Linked DNA regions of Arachis hypogaea: region 1 is linked to region 2. Evidence: chromatin contacts called from public Hi-C data. All regions are on one chromosome and are shown on one strand. Each heading gives the region's core, a stretch centred on a gene start, on an enhancer-like site or on the middle of the called end of the contact. The rest is flanking DNA. Distances are from core to core; before and after follow the strand shown. Region 1 holds the start of LOC112730659 (probable pectinesterase/pectinesterase inhibitor 40). Region 2 holds the start of LOC112728556 (putative disease resistance RPP13-like protein 1).

Region 1 (6,854 bases), core at 647-3,146, 250 kb before region 2:
GTTGGAGTAGGCTCAATTTGGAGAGCAAGGGAACCAGGTCAAGAATGATTTCACGAGGTGTGGTCTCTGCATCCATACAAAAGCTGAATTCATGGAAGACACCATCCTCATACAAAATCAAAAGTAGAAGTAGATGATGTAGAACAGAATTTCGCTAAGACCGATAGATCAATCAAAATGCAACAAGAGCACCTTCAATGATAAGGATACAGTTGGAGCAGCCTGTCAAAAATAGGCAGAAAGTGTACAAACTTGCAATGTTAAAAGAAAAAAGAGTTTTCATGTCTTCATCATTTCATTCTATTTTAGGATAGCTGATATGAGTTATTCTATTTATAAGAAAGAGAAAGCTTAGAAAGTGAGTATCAATTTCTGTCATGCTAGGATGTGAAAACATCAAGAAAAAGCCATGAGTGGCATTTGAGAAATTTGTTTTTGTATTTGGCTTGAATTGGTATTTGTAACTTGAATTTGTTTATAGTGAAAAGTTCTACCATTTGTTGTGGTGGAGACTGGATGTAGATCCCATTTTGGGATTGAACCAGGATATATCGAGATGTTCATCTTCTCTATTACAGCTTTCATTCACAATATCATTATAACTGTCATTTGCATATTTTCTGCAAAATCATGCGATAATTTTATAAAATATCTCTATCTAATAAAATAAAATTTTAAGCACCAGCTGCCTTTTTCTTTTTGGGCAAATGAAGATGCATTGAGAAAGTTATTATGTTATAAATATGAAGTGCATAGGGCAAAGATTGTGGTAGCAGCAATTTTTGCATGTTAGTACTAAGCAAAGATTAGGCTGAGTTTGGTAATTCTGGTATGGCTGTTATAGGTTAGTTGCGGTTTATAGATTATTTTCTATGTTCTGTATGTAACAGCATAGTACTATAGGTTGATATATAAGCATTAGTGTTATTAATTTTTATTGACATAGAATTGTAATTGTAATTCACTCTCATCAGTAAATTTGTTTTTGTATTTGGCTTGAATTGATAATTGTAACTTGAATTTGTTGAGAGTGGAAAATTCTACATTTTTTGTGATGGAGACTGAATGTAGATCCTACTGTTGGAATTGAACCAGAATATATCGTGATCTTCTCTATTATAGCTTTCATTCAAAATATCATTAAAAATGTTATCTGCAAATCATGTAAAATTGTAAACACTAGCATTTTTTTTAACAAATGAAGATGCATTCAGAATGTTGCTATGTTACGAATATGAAGTGCTTAGGGCAAAAATTGTGGTAGTAGGAGGTTAATTATTATAGTATTCCTCTTCTATTTTGTGTGTGACTGTGACAGCATAGTACTACTACTACAGGTCGATATATAGCATTCCTCTTCTACTTTCAATCCCTTCAATTCTCCTTTCTTTCTCCATTTTCTGATGTTTTTTTTCTTACTTTCAGTCTCTTAAACTATAATTTTGTGTAGGATTGTTGCACTACAAAAGTAAAATAATAAAATTTACAATAGATAGAAACAAAGTTGAAAATCAAATCATATGCTTTGGGTGCAAATTTCATTCCATTCCATAGCTGCATAGCTGCAACACTTAAACCAGGAGCCAAAATGATTAAAAGGTGTCACACATAATCACACATTCCATCCTTTTAAGAGCCATTAATTTAGACAGCATTTAAAATCCATGCCACATTATGATCCTATTTGACAAAACTAATATAAATTGAAAAAGGGTCAAATTTCATGCCATCTCTCTGACATAATCTACACAAAAATTCAAACTCAAACAACACATTTCCATTTTTTCTTTTTTAACATCAAATGCTATGCTCAACTTTACACACAAAAGCATGATATTCTTCTCTCTTTATATTTTGAGTGTGTATAAGTAAAATGAGTTCAAATACTGTTTTTCTTTTTTCATTTTTACAATAACCCAAAACCACCCTATTTATTCCCCATATTCCCATATATATAGCACCCTACACAACCACACATTCACACCCTTAACCAAAGCTTCTACTACACCACTTCTATTTTTCCTCTTAAGCCCTTTACAATGAACAGCCTCAAAAAATCACCATGTTTTCCCTTTATACCAATCCTATTCCATGATTTTTGCACTGATCCTTTTAGCTACACATCTCAATTATTTCATTGAAACCCCAAATTTCAAATCAACAACACAACAAGAAGGGAAAAAACATCTCCATTTCCAAAACCATATCCAATTAGTAGCACATTCAAAATGCAAAGGAACACTCTACCCTGATCTCTGTGTCTCAACCTTATCCACATTCCCAAACCTTGAAACAAGAACAATGCCACAAATAATCTCCAAAGTAGTCAACCACACAGTCCATGAAGTCAAATCTTCATCCAACAACTGCACCACCATAATCAAGAATCTCCAAAACACTCTCAACACAATTGAGAAAAGAGCCTTAGATGATTGTCTCAAACTCTTTGATGACACCATAGTAGAACTCAACACCACCATTCTTGATCTCTCAAAAAATCCATCATCATCATCATCATCATCTTCCAACCAAGATTTGCAAACTCTACTAAGTGGGGCAATGACAAATTTGTACACTTGTCTTGATGGTTTCTCACAAAGCAAAAATGGGAATGCTGTGAGAGGGTTGATAGAGGAGAAAGTGATTGAGATATCACATCATGTTAGTAACTCATTGGCAATGTTGAAGAAAGTGAAGACAAGTTTGAAGAAAGAAGAAGTGTCTGCTGAATATGGAACAATGAAGAAAGGGTTCCCTTCATGGGTTTCTGCTAAGGATAGGAAGCTTCTAGAAGGTGGAAATGTGAATGAAACTAAGATTGATGTTGTTGTGGCTAAAGATGGTTCTGGAAATTTTACTACTATTGGTGAAGCTGTAGCTGTGGCTCCTAATTCCACCACAACCAGGTATATATTATATTATTAAAATTATTTTATACTATATTTAAAGAAAATCATTCATTCCTTTCACTCATTGCATTACATTTTCAGCAAAATCTCATATGAATGATCATTTATAAGAGCTTCGAAGCTGATTTAGCTAAGAAAAATGGCAAGTGTATTTATTTTATTTTGTATATTAAATTAGCACAACTTAAAAATTAACTGCTCTTTTTTTATAACGGCATATTGGACTCTACTAAATATATAAGAATAATGCACTTTATTTACTAATATTTTTATTTTGAAGAATGAAATTAAAATGCAGTAATCAAACTTCTTATCCTTTACTTAATTCAACTTTGACTCATTGTTACACCAATTATGGCTTCTAAAAATTTAACCACATTTTTTAATTTCAAATAACAGAATATGTTTATTTAGTATATAACAATAGATGAATCTAGCCTAATATATCTTTATCTCAAAGTACAAAAAGAATCTTAGGTGTAGAAAAGTACATACAATAAGTGTAATAATAATGCCTTGTTAACATGTTATGATTTAGTTAACATTTTGTTAATTATTAAGTGTGATTATATATACTAGAGTGAGACCCGCGCAATGCGCGGAGAGGTAGATTATTTATACTATATAGTATATTTTAAAAAATGTTATATTAAAAATATTTTAGAGAACATATTATAAATAAATTTTGAATTTATTTATTTTTAAAAAAGACAGGTTATTTATATTAGAGTTATACAAAATTGCATTTTTTTTTATTTTTCGATGGCTACACTTTGTCTTTTCTTGTGGTTTTTTTGTTTGTAAATAATGAAAAAAATAAATGAATGAGAATGAAAAATATATAAAAATGTTATATTAAATTTAAAGAATTTTTGACAATTAGTATAAGAGATTAAGAAATAAAGGGTAGTAAGAGTTTTAATATGTATAAGTTGTAGAATTTGAATATTTGTAACTGAAATTTTTTATAATTATTATTATTATGACACTTTTAATGTATGTTTATTGCATTTAATTAGTACTTAATGTTTCAATTGAATAATAATAGATAAGAATTTTTATTTTAATTTTTTAAAACATTTTACTAAATAGTGATGATGAGTTTGGAAAACTCTAATTTAATTTTGATGATGAACAAACATTATTAAAATATTTAATTACAAAATTATTAATTTGATTTTCATTTAACATATGTTAATTAATAATTTTGTGATACAGGATTAATATTGGGCCGAAAAATATAATTGTTACAGGCCCAAAAACAAGATACACATTCAGCCTTGTTGAATGTCTCTATATGGCTGAATTGTTTATTGTGCTACTTGGGCCAAATTGATCCATTATTGTTCCAAAACCCAACTATGATCTATGTTAAGTGATCCAATACTAGATCCAAAAATTCATCAGGAAAGCAAATATTATCATTTGCCTTTTGCCTCCAACAGATTCCATTTTTCATTAAGGATGGATTTCAAAATTTAACTTGGTAGCATTGGAAACATAAATGAGAGAGATAATATGAGTGACATGATTGATTTGATTAATGCAGCACGCCACTCAAGCAAGGGAAGTAAAAACAATCCCATTAATTTGTTTCATTTCAATTAATTGCTTTTACTTTAACTCTACATTCTCTCATCTTTCCTTCTTCTCTTTCGGTCTTTAACCAGCAACCATGGAAGCTACATCTACACACCGAAGAAAAAGAGAAGAAGAAGCACACCTAAAGACCATCACAATGATGGCAAGAAAACATAAAAAATGTAGTGGCTGAGAATCTTATCACTTGTAGTAAGATTTTGTGATGAGATCTTAGCTTCTCCATACCAAAAATGGAAGAAGGAGATTCGGCCAGCAAGGAGAAAATCTTGGAGGGATGGCTTGTCTCTGATTCTGCTCAACCACTACAGGAAGTAGCTAGAGTGGCGAAGTGATGGAGAAGGCAGATATTGGAGCAGATGAAGCTATAATCATCATGAAGCATCAAGGGCCAGAAATCCATCTTGGAGAGCAAGCCAAGGATGGAGCGCTCGGATTGATGAAGAGTGATGACCAAGGAAGAACTAGAGGTAATTGCATGTTGGGTTTTGCATGAGTTACCTCTTCTCTCTCTTTGGCCGAACCGATTTCTTGAAGAAGAATAAGAAGTTGGCTTAGTTGTTGGTTCAACTGTGGAGGCTTCCCTCTTCTATAAAAAGGGTGAACAACCACAGTTTGATTCAAGGAGTAAGATTTGAGAGTGCAAGGCATAGAAGTCTCAGAGCTACCTAAGCTAGCAATTTTTCTTCTCCTTCAATATATTCTGTTTAGTATTTTTCTGTTTAATTTTGTCATGTCTTGAGTCTCATGGAAAAAGGCAAACAGTGAGGTTTGTATGAAAGAGCCATAGAGCGGAAAAAGGCAGAGAGTGCAAAATTAAAAGAAAAAGCCATAGATGTCCTTAGAGTTTCTTTGTTCATCTATGTTGTGTTTCATGATTCTGTGGGAATCTCCTTGTAAGTTGGGTTAGCACTTTACAGTCGGTAATCAAGAAGATTATAGTAAAATTCCATCATTGTTGTGATGGAGACTGGATGTAGGCTGCACTGCACTTAGCAACTGAACAAAGATATATCTGGGTGTAATTTTCTCTTTGTTCTACTCCATTTCTATTTCTACTGCACAGGAGCTAAAACCGAAAAATATCTCGTGCCAAGTGACGAGACAAAAATAAAAAGTCTCGTGGTTAGGGACGAGACAAAAATCAAAAAGTCTCCTCAAAGACCAGCAAGTGTTCAGAAAGAAACTGGGGGCTAAGATTCAACCCCCTTCTCTTAGCCACTGAAAACCATCAAGTGATTAGTTAATTTTCATCTAGCAATTTTAGGTATTAACTCTTTCGGTCTGTCATGACCACTGTAAATCCTTCTACAATAAAGAGAATAAGACATGGTCAAAGAATGATAATCTATTCCAAGTAAATTGTGAAAGCAATGCTACACATGTGGAATAACAATTTGAAAAAGAGGAACACGTAAATATAAATTGTGGAAGAAGTACTCCACATGTAAAATAACAATTTATAATTTGATGATGAAATATTGTAATCGATAGTATATAGGAAGCAATAATTTTAAATGCACATTAATTTTGGTTGTGACTGTTGGACAGAACCGTTTATAAAAGAGGAATACATAAACTTGTGCTACTTGCAATGAGTTCACAATTAAAATGTTATTATTTATAACAAATAAATAGGGCTATTGAAAATGATATTGAACAATGAGAAGAGTAAACGGCAAAGTTGAAAATCTTTAGGAAGATACCTGGGACAAATTTCCTATGTTGGCGGTGTTGAATGGTGACGTTGGTCTACTGAGACCCAGAATCGAGCTCTGGCAGAGAAACCGCAAGAGGAGGAATGGAGTTTGTCCTAGTTTCTGTAATTTATGCAATGCGGCTCCGCCGGAGATGGATATCGCGATGTACAATTTGTTTTGAGGAAAAAATAATGGCTCATGGGACCGGAAGAGGATGGAGGAAATAGGATGGGACCGGAAGAAGATGGAGGAAATAAGATTTTGGTACGGAGAGGTGCTAAGAGGGTGAGGATTTGAGAAAGGTAATAAGCTCTTTGGTTTTGAGAGCTTTTTGTTGGGTTAAATGTTAATTTGTATTTTTGTTGTTTTAGAAATAAGGATTGATTTGGAAAAAGTTAATTTGTTGGTTTTTATTGTGTTTTTAGTTGTTTTTTGTGTTTTTTTATGTGAAAATAAAAGTTGATTTGGCAAGATTTGAGTGGTGGATTCTAAAACTTTGCCAAGTAAGCGTTGGTGCTGACATGGCGTTAGGAGAAGAGGAGAAATAACTTAGAAGCAATGTGGGTAAACCTATGTACCTACTTTTATATATTAAGAATAGATTAGGTTTGCGGTTCCGCTAGATAACCAACTAAGGTCCAGCCAA
Region 2 (6,810 bases), core at 2,249-4,748:
CTTGGTTCAGAGGCCGCTCCTGCAGCCGCATTGATAGGGTTCTTTTAAGTGTAGAATGGCTTGAGAAATTTTCGAAAATTCGATTAAAAGGTAGGCCGAGAGGCTTGTTTGATCACTGCCCGATTATAGTGGAGGATTCCAAATTCAGAGGTGGTCCACGTCCTTTTCGGAGTTTAGATTCTTGGTTTACACATGAGGGTTTCTTAAGAACAGTTAGGGAGTAGTGGAGGAATATTGGAGAACTCGAGTTTACAGAAAAGTTGAAGGCTCTAACTTTGCCTTTGGGGAGATGCCATAAGGACAACTTTGGTGACATGGATAAGAAGATTCAACGCTTTGAGGAGGAGATAAAGAAGCTAGATGAGATGGCTGGCAATGGAGTTTATGATGGTACAGTCGAGGTTAGAAGAAAGGCTCTGGTAAGCTGTTGCAAGCGGTGGTATGTGAGAAAAGAAATACACTGGAAGTAAATGTCGCGGTCCAGGCATGCGAAGGACATGGATAAAAATACAAGGTACTTTCATAACTTGGCGTCGGCAAGAAGGAGCAATAATAGAATTGATGCTTTGGTAATAAATGGAAGGCTGATAAGAAATCAAGCTCGGATCAAGATTGCTATCAAAGAGTTTTACAAGGATTTGTATCGTCAGGAGAGATCGCCGGTTTTGGGCTTTAGGGATGGCTTGGTAAATCAGATTGATGAAGAAGAGGCAGTAGCATTGGAGAGGGTGCCGACAATGGAGGAGGTTAGAGAGGTGGTTTGGGACTGTGAATCATTTAAAGCTCCAGGAAGCGATGGTTACAACATGAACTTCATTAAAAAGTGCTGGGACGGATTGGTGTAGAGTTCACGACAGTTGTACTAGATTTTTTTCACTCATCAAGGCTGCCTTCTTATTCGAATATCACCTGGGTGGCCCTAGCAACAAAGTTCACTAGAGCCAAGGAGATTAAGGACCTCGGGCTGATTAGCATGGTTGGTTACATATATAAAGTAATATCTAAAGTGATGGTCCGAAGGATGAAAGCAGTGATGCCAGGTCTAGTAGGTAAGACGCAGAGTGCTTTTGTTAAGGATCGGAAAATACACGATGGGGCACTTATTGTGTGCGAAATAGTACAATGGTTAAAGATGAGGAAAAATAAAGCAGCGATCATCAAGTTGGACTTCCAGAAGGTCTATGACCGGGTAAAGTGGAGCTTCGTGGATATTGTACTCCAGAAGATGGGGTTTGGTTGGAGGTGGAGGGAATGGGTGAAGGAGTGTATTGGTATAGCTTCAATGTCGATCTTGATAAATGGCTCACTGACAAAACCGTTTAAGATGGAAAGAGGTTTGAGACAAGGTGATCCACTGTCTCCATTTCTTTTTATTCTTGTGGTTGATGTCCTACATAGGATGGTAGGGAAAGCAGTCAGGAACAGACGTATTTCGCCCTTGCTGGTTGGTAAGGATAATATAGAGTTATCACATCTCCAGTTTGCTGATGACACTATACTGTTCTGCCCACCAGAGAAGGAGACCATCAGAAACTATGTCAGGCTACTAAAGTATTTTGAGCTGATGTCGGGGTTAAGCATCAATTTTGATAAGTCAAGTTTAATTCCAATCAATTGCGAACCGCCATGGACCTACGACATGTGTAATTTATTGGGATGTAAGGAGGCTAACCTTCCAGTCAGATATCTTGGTATTATATTAGGGGCAAACCCAAGGCGGGTAAGTACGTGGAAACCGATAATTGATAAAGTGGTGGAGAAGCTTGGCTTGTGGAAGGCGAAAGTGCTCAATAAAGCAGGTAAGCTAGTTCTTATTAAAGCTCTTCTGAATAGCCTGCCGATCTATTATTTGAGCCTATATAAGATGCCAAAGGCAGTGGCAGAGAAGCTGATTTCGCTACAGAGAAAATTCCTATGGAGCAAGGAGGAAGGTAGGAATGGTATGGCGTTGGTTTAGTGGGAAGTAGTCCAGGTTCCTAAAAAATTGGGTGGACTAGGAGTGGGTGATGCCGTGGTTAGGAACACAGCCCTTCTTATCAAGTGGTGGTGGCAGTTCTCAAAAGAGGAGTGTCCTTTATGGAAGAAGGTTGTGTGCTCCTGCCACAACTTAAACCTCAATATGATGTTACCATCTCAGACACTACCTAGTCGAGGGGGTCCCTGGAAAGATATCTGCCAGTTGTAGTTCAAAGATCGTAATGTGAGAGATAAGATGATTGTTGGGCTGTCTATGGAGGTGGGTGATGGAATACGGACCTGGTTCTGGGAAGACACTTGGCTACAAAGTGGGACGTTAAAGTCGAGTTTTCCGAGACTCTTCTCTGTTTCAAACCAAAGAGGATCTGTCATAGGGAACTGTGGGTTTTGGGACGGATTAGAGTGGATTTGGAACTTCCAGTGAAAGTGAGAATTATTCCATTGGGAGTTAGAACTAGTGGATCATTTGCATGAGACCTTACGGCCTATAAAGTTAGCATGTGATACCCAGGATAGAGTTTTTTGGAAGTTTGACAAGAAAGGTATTTTTTCAACTAACTCTTTTGTGCAGGTGATGCAGTCAGATACACTTTTGGAGAACATCTCTAGTTACAGTTTCACCAAAACAGTATGGAAAGGCTTGGTTCCGCCACGAGTGGAGTTATTTGTCTGGTTTGTGTTGATAGGCAGAGTGAATATCAAAGAAAGGCTGCTTAGGCTAGGAATTATTAGTCATGGTGATAACATGTGTGTATTGTGTAAGAAAGATGTTGAACATATCTATCACTTGTTTCTTGGTTGTGAGTTTACCTGACAAGTATGGGGTGCTTGGTTATCTGACCTTGGGAGGTTGTGGACTATTCCGAGTTCATTGAAAGAACATTTTGAGAGTTGGATAGGAGTGGTTAACAAGAAACAAGAGTGGAACAAGTGGTTCATATGTTTCTTTGCAGTTATTTGGAATGTGTGGCTAGAGAGGAACGGGCGGATCTTTAATAACAAGGAGTCTAGAGTAGAAGCGGTGTTCCACAGATCTTTGACCAGTTACAGAGATTGGTGTAACTTGGATCCCTTTTGTTATTGATGACAATGCCGGAGATAACACAAGGGATTGTTTGTAGGCGTTAATTTTTTGTTGTTTGTAGGTGTTGAGCTCATTTGTTCAAAAAAAAGAAAGTGCATACAAATATAACTCAACAATTCATAAAGAACATGCCTTCACAAGAACTTACGACATAAAAAAAAACAGAAGAAAGCAACAACTCTAATAATAACCAATAAAGAAAAAAGAGGATAAGCACCACATAAGAAAATTAAGTACATCAACTAAAATAAATGCAAAAATCAAACCATTAAATAAAAATGTTACTTTATAACTCCAACATCTAAATCTTTTGTATTACAAATTATTTTAAATAAAATACCTTTAAATTTAATTTTAATTAATACATATTTAATTTAATTTTACAAAACATAATAATTTTTAATATTTATTGTATACCATGATTAATTTAGGTCCTGCGCATTACGTGAGTCTCATCCTAATTTTTCTAAATCTCTTTAACCCGATTTGCAATGACATAAAGTCTGAAGACAAACATAGCATAATTATTTTCAGCAGTACACATCATTTCTAGCCACATATTTTGTCCCAAAGACCAATAAGCATGTGTGAAGTCAATGTCTTTTTGCTACAAGGAAAACAAAATACATAAGCAATTAACCATCACTTTCTGAACCTGCTGCTACTTCTTCCTTTACCTTCATTGCAAACAATCATCCACTACTTCCCTTTGTTTTCTTTCTTCTTATCTTGAGATCAACATGGCTGCAAGATTTGTGGGAGAAGCTTTTCTCAACTCTGCACTTGGCACTATCTACGACATGCTGATTTCACCCTTACTTGTCAACTTCATCCAGAGAAAGAAGCTTAACCGGAAGCTGGTTGAGAAGCTGGAGACAGTTCTGAAGGCTGCTCATGCTGTGATCAATGACGCCGAGCGGAGGCAGATCGAAGAGGAAGCTGTGAAGCACTGGCTGGACAGGCTGAAGTATGCTGTGTACGATGCTGAAGACATACTTGATGAAGTCACCACCAAAGCTGCCATTCAAAAGGTTCAAGGTAACTCTCTGTCTCGCTATGTCAATTTGCATGGTGATGGTGAGATAGTAACCAAGATAGAAGAGATCATTACTGCATTAGAGTCAATTGTAAATGAGAAAGATGGTCTTGGCTTGAAGGAGATACCGGTGGAGGACATGTCATGGAGGATCCCCTCAACATCTCTGGTTGGTGTGCATCAAATATATGGCAGGGACCAAGACAGGGAGGCCATAGTAAAACTGTTGTTAGATGTTACCAATGACGGTGGAATATCCGTGATTCCTATGGTCGGCATGGGTGGAATAGGAAAGACTACTTTGGCTCAGATGGTTTACAATGATGACCGAGTGAAACAAAAATTTGATGTTAAGGCATGGGTTTGTGATGGGCAAGAAGAATTTGATGTTCTTAAGGCGACAAAGACGGTGATGGAGAAAGTAACTTCTAGTTCTTGCAACTCAACTGAGCTAAACACAATTCAGGAGAGTTCAAAGGAAGTCCTAGCAGGGAAGAAGTTGTTGGTTGTTTTGGACGACATGTGGAGTAACAATTATGATGCCTGGATAAGTTTTTTAAAGCCTTTCAAATCTAGTAACGGGGGTGTTAAGATTCTTGTAACAACTCGTCTTGATTCGATTGCTGATATGGTGAAAACTATTCCAACTTTCCGTTTGAGTTTGTTGGGTGATGATCACTGCTGGTCAGTGTTTGCAGATCATGCATGTCTTAATTCTGCTGAACCTCATATCCGTTCTGCTTTAGAAGTAGTTGGTCGAAAAATTGTCAAAAAGTGTAATGGGTTAGCTTTGGCTGCTCAAACACTTGGAGGTTTATTAAGAGCAAGAAAAGAAATAGCAGATTGGGAGTTTATATTGAGGAATGAAATTTGGGAACTTCCCAAAAAAGATAGTGGGATTCTTCCAGCATTAAGAATTAGTTATCACTACCTCCCTTCCCACTTAAAACGTTGCTTTGTTTATTGTTCTTTATTCCCAAAAGACTATGAATTCAAAAGAGATGAACTGGTGTTATTGTGGATGGCAGAAGGTCTTTTGCAGCAACCGAAGAGTGGCAGCACTTTAGAAGAAGTTGGTTCTAAATATTTTAATGATTTGGTTTCAAGATCGTTTTTCCAACATTCTAAAACCAATGAAAATTTATTTGTGATGCACGATCTCATGCATGATTTAGCAATATTCTACGGTGGAAAGTTCTTTTCTAGAAACTTTGAACTCAAAACTGCAGACAAGCATGATGCTTGTCCTCGTCATCTTTCATATGGTCTTGTCATCGATGATTCGTTATTCTCAGAGATCTCGGAAGTATGTGATTATTTAAAAAATGCAAGGACATTGCTGAATATCAGTTTTGAAACATGGGAGGATTCCACAGAGGAAGTTGATCTTTGTGGCTTATTTGCACAGTTGAAGCGCTTAAGGGTTTTGTCATTTAAATTCTTTCCTCTTTCATTGCTCGATTCAATAGGTGATTTGATCCATTTGCGTTATTTGGATCTCTCTCATTCACCTATTGAGACATTGCCAGAGTCAATGTGCAAATTTTATAATTTACAAACACTGAAGTTGAGTCATTGTGCAAGACTAGAAAAGCTTCCAATCAACATGCAGGATCTTGTAAATTTGCTTCATTTGGATCTCTCTTATTCGGCAATTGGGGTATTGCCCGAGTCATTGAGCAAATTGCATAATTTACAAACACTGAAGTTGACAGGGTGTGAAAGACTAGAAAAGCTTCGAACCAACATGCAGGATCTTGTAAATTTACGTCATTTGGATCTCTCTCGTACGCCTATTGTGGAATTTCCCGAGTCATTGAGCAAATTGTATAATTTACAAATATTGAAGTTGCGCAGATGTGGAGGACTCAAAAAGCTCCCAAGCAAGATGCAAGATCTTGTAAATATGCGCTATCTGGATATTGAAGATACTAATTTAGAAGAGATGCCAAAAGGGATGAGCAAATTAAAAGATTTGCAGATTCTGCATTACTATATTGTTGGCGAGCATGAAGAGAATGGGATAGGGGAATTGGGAGAACTTGTAAATCTTCAAGGGTCATTTCATATTAAGCAACTAGAGAATGCCGTTAATAGCAGTGAAGCTTGGAAAGCAAGAATGGTTGATAAGAAACACATCAATAATCTATGGTTGGAGTGGACATCAGCTGAAGATGGTGATATTGTTGATTCCGAAATCGAAAAAGATGTACTTGACAAATTACGTCCTCACAAAGACTTGAAGAAGCTATTCATCTGGGATTACAGAGGTACCATGTTTCCGGATTGGGTAGGGCAGTCTTCGTACCACAACATAACTGTGTTGGTGCTGAGGGGATGCAGGAATTGTTGGGTGGTTCCATCACTTGGACAGTTACCCTCTCTGGAGAGGCTAGTCATTAAAGAGCTCGAGAAGGTGAAGAAGATTGGTGGGTCATTCTATAAGGGTGATGGAACTCATCAGCATCAGGAGACACCCTTCCGATCCCTTAAATATCTGGCATTCCGTGATATGCCTTGCTGGGAGGAATGGGAGTCATATGAATGTAATGATGATGATGATGATGCACCATTTCCGAAACTTGAGGAGCTTATAATAGAGGACTGCCCTAAGTTAAGAGGAGATTTGCCCACTTTCCTTCCATCTTTGGAAGAACTCCACATTAGAGGATGCGAGGAGCTTGGTTGTTATCTGCCAAGAGCTCCCATCATA

The links. Hi-C and Micro-C count contacts between places; a contact is called where the count stands out from the background.
Region 1: a contact with region 2 is called in a Hi-C map of leaf, with 4 times the contacts expected there. The contact joins the promoter of LOC112730659 here to the promoter of LOC112728556 in region 2. A contact is called at or near these places in 2 of 8 Hi-C or Micro-C datasets (both in leaf).

What each region holds. Positions count from the first base shown.
Region 1 is chr12:116,275,509-116,282,362 of arahy.Tifrunner.gnm2.J5K5, reverse strand. LOC112730659 (probable pectinesterase/pectinesterase inhibitor 40) reads left to right here and starts at 1,896. Exons shown (of 2, transcript XM_072210232.1): 1 at 1,896-2,906. The coding sequence starts at 2,092. LOC112730660 (putative disease resistance RPP13-like protein 1) reads left to right here. Exons shown (of 6, transcript XM_025780728.3): 6 at 1-572.
Region 2 is chr12:116,031,114-116,037,923 of arahy.Tifrunner.gnm2.J5K5, reverse strand. It overlaps LOC112728556 (putative disease resistance RPP13-like protein 1), which reads left to right and starts at 3,498. Exons shown (of 6, transcript XM_072209907.1): 1 at 3,498-6,810. The coding sequence starts at 3,802.